Regions from separate parts of the Rattus norvegicus genome. Here region 2 is linked to region 1. The links are chromatin contacts, called in public Hi-C maps. All regions are on one chromosome and are shown on one strand. Each heading gives the region's core, a stretch centred on a gene start, on an enhancer-like site or on the middle of the called end of the contact. The rest is flanking DNA. Distances are from core to core; before and after follow the strand shown.

The links. A called contact is a pair of places that touch in the nucleus more often than the background predicts.
Region 2: a Hi-C map of Schwann cells shows a contact between it and region 1, with 2.9 times the contacts expected there. The contact joins two enhancer-like sites. A contact is called at or near these places in 5 of 12 Hi-C or Micro-C datasets (the A7r5 cell line, Schwann cells, frontal cortex and 2 more).

What each region holds. Positions count from the first base shown.
Region 1 is chr4:97,738,973-97,742,082 of GRCr8, reverse strand. Serbp1 (Serpine1 mRNA binding protein 1) reads right to left here. Exons shown (of 8, transcript NM_145086.1): 6 at 300-477. Among named protein-coding and RNA genes, the nearest start is that of Serbp1, 9.2 kb to the right of the region's middle. Within about 2 kb of position 1,527, at least 4 of the 93 cell types and tissues checked have an H3K27ac peak or open chromatin away from gene starts, as enhancers often do.
Region 2 is chr4:97,783,526-97,786,635 of GRCr8, reverse strand. All of the region lies in intron 9 of Il12rb2 (interleukin 12 receptor subunit beta 2), which reads left to right. Among named protein-coding and RNA genes, the nearest start is that of Serbp1, 54 kb to the right of the region's middle. Within about 2 kb of position 1,540, at least 6 of the 93 cell types and tissues checked have an H3K27ac peak or open chromatin away from gene starts, as enhancers often do.

The sequences.
Region 1 (3,110 bases), core at 278-2,777:
TGCTGTGTCAACAACTACAGTGTACTCGTGTAAATAAAATAAATAAATCATTTTTTAAAAAGCTTAAAAACCTATCATATTAACCAAGCAGTTGAGGCCTTTAATCCTAGCACTTAGAGTCAGAAGCCGGTGAATCTGAAGTTCAAGGCCAGATCTGCCTACAAAGCAAGTTCCAAAACAGCCAGAGTTACACACAGGAAGAAATCCCTATCTCCAAAAAAAAAAAAAAAAAAAAAGTTATCCATATTCATTAAAAACAAAAATAATTCAAATCACATCTGAACAAATTTAAACAATACCTCTTCACTTTTTGATTTATGCAGAACAAATCCCTTTTTCCATTGTCCATCAGCACCTTCATTTGGTTTTCGGATATTAAATTCTACTTTTGCTCGGTCTTTATTTTGAATAGCTTTCCACTCATCCAAAGTCATCTCTTTTGGACCCTCTTCCTTAACCTCTTCAACTTCGTTCTCCCTGTTAAAAAGATTTACATTTTATGCCTGGTGGCAGCAGATACCAATTTGTAGAAAAATGGTTAAGAGCACTGACTTGACACACACAGGATAACTCACTACTCCCTCTAACTCCAGTTCCAGGAGATGGAAAGCCCTCTTCTGAACTACACAGACAACAGGTAAGTAAAGTACAATACACAGATGTAGGCAAAATACATAAATCAAAATTTTAAAATATGTATTTCAAATTATAAGAAACAAATCGTTAGTAATCTGCAAGAAAGACCATCAAAAGTAGAACCAGCTTTCTACATAAGCCAGTGACCGTGACCAATATGCAACAGGGTAGAGACCACCAGTCTACTTGCCCACTTGTGTATACAAATTAACTTGCCTTCTTAAATGAATAGTTCCCCTAAACTGCCTTATTAACCCATTATTACACATTTCTTTCAAACTATATTTTAAACTGTACCATCTTGTCTAAATAATTTCATTGTCTACTTTCTCCCAAAACAGTGAGTGTATGCAGTGCATCAGGTGTTCACCGTGCATGTCCATGTAAAGGCCAAAGGTCAATGTTGGCATCTTCCTTGGGCTCTAAAAACCTTCCCATCCTCACTAAAAGGGTAAGGCTGGTCAGATGTGCACCCATTCCTGGGTTTTACGTGGGTACTAGCCAAGGTCTTGAAGCTTGAGCAGCAGGTGCTTTACTGACTGAACCAACACCACCTCATCTTTTATTTCATAAAGGAGACCATTATATCTAATGCTCTCCTACTTTAGCACTCAAGGCAAGTATAAAAACCTAATTTCTACAAATCTGAAATTCTACATAATTCTCAACTCAAACCAACCAACCTAACACATGGACAGGAGACTGAGGTTTCACTAGTAATGGACTGTCCACAAAACAAACTAGTTTCAGTATTTATACCAAAACAGTTATTTCTCAATGTAATTGTTAGGTTTTAACTGTTTTAATTATCTGTTCCCCTTTCTACATAAAGCTCAGGCCTAGGGATCCAATATCTTAGTCTAATTCTAAATGTCACCAAACAAATCATTTGCTATTTTGGGGAGCTCTGCTTCTTTCCAAAGATAGCAAGTGATTTGGTTTAGCATCATTGCTAAAATATCTTTATGTAGTTCTTTATATTTGGACAGATTCTAGATTCTGTCTTATAACTTCCTGAAGTAAACTGACATTCGATTTGACAGGACATTGAATAAAGTTATCAATTAATTTTCCAAATAGAACTAAAGCCCTGGAATTGCCCTAATGATTCACTAATTCTGGCAATAATACCTACCTTTAAAAACTACCTAAGTTTTGCTTACTTCAACTATCCTTACACTTGGTTTCCCCCTACTTCACTAAGAGTAGACTACTCTTAACATGGTGACCATGATCTTCATTAGAAATAATTGTCCCAACTGCTCCTGGGCCCTGACCAGAGAAATCCTTTCTAATATTCCATGAATACATAATTTTCTCTGAGAAACACTCTTTGAGAATCAATCTGAAAGTGACTCAAAATTGTTTAATAAGGAGAAAGGATATGTTTACTACTGTGAGAGGTACCATTAATCCCCATTATGCTTACCCCTCCAAGTAACACATTTCATATATACATTCTTGTTATGTTTTTCAAGATAGGGCTTCTCTGGGTAGCACTGGCTGTCCTGAACAACTCTCACCTCAAACTCAGGTTATCTACCTGCCCCTGCTTCCTAAGTGCTGAGATTGAAGGTGTGCACCACCAACCAACACAATAAAAATTCTCAATGTAAAAGACTATCTATTTCTATTTACTTTTGTATATTCCAGTGATATTCCTTATTCCAACAAGCTCACAAAATACAACGCTTAGGAGTTGCTCACCAAAATAGCACTTTACATTTCTATTGTTTTCTCTCATGTAGTTTCAGAGGATCTCAAACTTGCTATGTAGTCCCGGCTGGCCTTGAATTCCTGATCATCTTGCATCCACCTCCTAAGTGCTATAATTATGGGTTTATGTCATCATGCCCGGCTACCAGAGCTACTCTTTTGAAGCTAAGAAAGAATACTCCTTTGATTCATCTAACGTGGCCTGAGAATCACTGTCCTACATAAAATGACACAGACCCAACACAGTTCCAAATAACAGAAAACCTAAAAATGAATCCATGTATTTACAGCCATTTGATTTTTTTTACATAAGGTTCCAAGAACATACACGCCGAAGAATGACAATCTCTTCACTAAATGATACTAGGAAACATAGGCTTTCTCCTATGCTCTATATGAAAATTAATTCTTTAACAGTTAAATATTTTAAATAAATGGATTGAAATGAAAAGTGGTGACACATGCCTTTAATCCCAGCTCTAAAGACAAAAGGAAAGCAGATTTTATAAACTAAAGCCAGCCTAGGCTACATATTTGAGTTCTAGGCCAGCATTACAAAAATAGTGAGACCCTTTATAAAAAACCAAACAGAACTTGAGAAATGGTTTAGCAGTTAACCACTCTTCCTGAGAACCCAGATTTGAACATTAGTACCTCCATACTTGCTATCATCTACAACTGCATATCCAGATCTAATGACCTCCTATGGACACTGCGCATGCATGTCTTGTATATACAAACATCCACATAAAGCATCT
Region 2 (3,110 bases), core at 291-2,790, 45 kb before region 1:
GGATGAACCAGGGGGAATCAATGAGCCTAGGAACTTAAGGCTAGCTTGGGCAACACAGTGAGCCCTCCTCTCAGTAAAGCAAACCAACAACATGACTGCTTCCTGTTATTTCTCCATTTTGTAATAGGGTTGCTGAATGTAAGCCATGAATCCAAAATGAAGGTACTCAGTTTGTGTGGGTTGTTTTTGTTGTTGTTTCTATATTTACTTATTTGAGGTTGTGTGCATGTGTCATTCATAGTGTGGGCCTGTTCTCTCTTTCCACTATGTGGGTTTCAGAAATTGAACCCAATCATCAGGCTTGTTAGCAAACACCTCTTTACCCACTGAGCCATCCTGCCCACCCAGTACTCAGTTTTCGACTCACAAATTATATGTACTTTGTAAATAGCCCAACCATTAGTAGAAATTTCATAGAGAGCCAAAGAAGCCAAGAGTTATTATTATCCTTATTTTGAAAATAGGAATACTATATCTCAAAGTGCTAAAAATCAAAGAATCAAGGCTGGGGCTAAATACAGCTCGGTGTGAAGTGCCTGTCCTAGCATGCACAGTCCCCAATCCCCAGTCCCCAATCCCCAGTCCTCAATCCCCAGCATCACACATGCACAAAATCAGCGACATTCCAAGCTGAAACAGAAAGAAAGAAGAGCTGTGCCTAACGTATCCAAAAACCTGGGCTTCGGAAGGGGCCTTGGTCAGTGCTGCTCTTCTTTGATATTAGCCAAACTCTAGAGATTTTCCCTCTGACATTAGAGCTGCCCTCTGCCCACGGTGCCATGCAGCCTCCTAGCTTTCCTTCTTTTCATTGTTTGCATCAAGGAGTCAAGTTTTACTTTAAAACAAATACAACCAGTTTTGTCTAAGTCTTAGTAATAAATAGTTTATCAATTCAGAGGTGCCTTCCTCCGGTAGATTTTTAACTTAAAAATTTCAAATCAAGTGTGTCCCGTCCTGAGACATGTCAGATTTTGTTCTGTCTCAGGTTTTGTTCCCCGAGTTATTTTTGATGTTGAGAACCTTTACCGTAGGAGTAGCCAGGAAGTGGTTTATTAGCAGTGTTTCCACAGAGCGCAGAGAGAAAAGTGGAGAAGGAAATCAAAAGGACAGCCTTGTCTTGTAGCATGTTCTGACCACGTATGAACACTGGCCTGAGGGCCACACTCAACTCTGTTAAAAGAGATGTAGGCACTAGAGATGCAGGATTGACTGCTGCACACTCCCGGTAACGCCCTCGCCACTGCCCACCAGGGGGCGCTCTATAATCTCCTATGTCTTCTCCCTGGGTAGGGCTTGAGCTAGTTGCTCAGCAGCTCTGTGCCTGAGCTCACGCCTTAGAATGGGAAATGAAAACTCCTAGACATGACAAGAAAAGTAAAGCTCGCGATTAACAAAATGTTCTTTTTCTCCCTTATCACTAACTCAAATGAGTAGCACTGGAGTGCAGATACATTTATCTACAGAGTCAGTTGGCTCGGCAGCATGTACGTCTTCAGAATTCACTTCTGGTCTCCTGTGACTCAGAGCCTTTTGGCTCTTGGGTAAAAAAAAAAATCTTGTCCCCACCCATTCCAAATTGCTAAACTCATGCTTTTAGTAGACGCTGTGCGTCAGAATGGGTCATAACCTCTCGGCTGGAGAAGGTGCTTTGCAACTGGAAAGGTGACAGGGAAGTCAATCTGTAAATTGTGATGACCTGAACCTCACTCTCTCAGGCCTGAGGAGCAACACATCACAAAGAGGGGGAAAAAAAAACATTACAGATGGAAGCGAGTGCCCATTACAGAAAGGCAGCCCCTTAGCTGTCTCTCATACCATCCTTCCCAGCCAGCCATATAGGTTCAAAGATAAATGTGTCTAACATAGACTGTCCAAGTTCTCCCACCAAGTCATTCCTCAGATTAACCGTCCACAAAGCCCCCCATTTCCCAGAGGCTGCTTCCTCCACAAGCATTTGCTTCCTCTGTGTTCTTTTTCTCCTTCGATAAAGGCCAAGCTTATTAATATGGTATTTGTTAGAGCATCAAATTTTAAGAAGCATTTGCATGGCTGGGTGTGGTGGTGCATACCTATAATACCAGAGGCAGGGGAGCTAACACAAAATGGAGGTCACCTTGGTTTCTATAGTGAGTTCTAAATCAACTAGGGTTTCACAGTGAAAGCCTGTGTCCAAAACATACACACACACCCACACGCACACACACACACACCCCTAGGGAATATAATTAAAAGCAAATACTTGCTTATATAACCTTCAAACAGGCATTAAGATGAATTGTAATGGACACCTGAAAAGATAACTTCAGGATGACGCTCAACAGACTCCAAAAGTTCCTCAGCAGCACTGTCTGCACCCAGTCCACTGGACCAAGATCTAGTTTAGGACTTGAGGACCAAAGAGTTTCCCCCAAGAGGCTTGCATCTCACAAAGCTGAGAGAGCTCATTCATTAATCACAGTAAGAATGCAGGCACCGGGCCAACCAGAAGTCTTGACTCAGCAGATCAGAACATCCTTTCTCCTCTGCTAAATGTCTCGGAATCCATATTACAATCAGAAAACTGGTTCGTTCACTTACAGTGAAAGAATTGAAGTGTGCCAGATGTTCATGTCAGCCCAAACTCTTCTGGCAGAGAAACTGCATAGGAAACCAAGTTATTTAGCCTCCTGGGAAGTGAGAAACCAGAGCAAGGGCATTGGCTGGTCCATGGGTATGTCTTCTAGTAAACAGAGTCTCCTGCCATGAACAGATAACTGTGCCCAGAAAGCCCTGTCTTCTTCCTGCAGTAGGTAGCAATGGGGACTGCCAGAGGTAGGCCTGACAACTCCTCACAGGCTGAGCTTCCATTTGCCATGGCCACTGGACAAAACACTGTACAGACCAGAGATAAGTAACAGAGAGTTTCTGCTTACTTCGTGGGTTTGTTCCCAAATGATCTCAAATGAAATTTTACAGTTTGGAACTAGGTTCCCAGCACAGATGGCTAATTCAAGTTCCTAAGTATCAATTTTACCAGTTTAGCTCCTGGAAGTCTTGGGTTTGCTGTTTTAAGAAGCACTGCATTGTCTATATTTAACAAAAGCACCCTCTCCCCCAACTTACCCACCCAT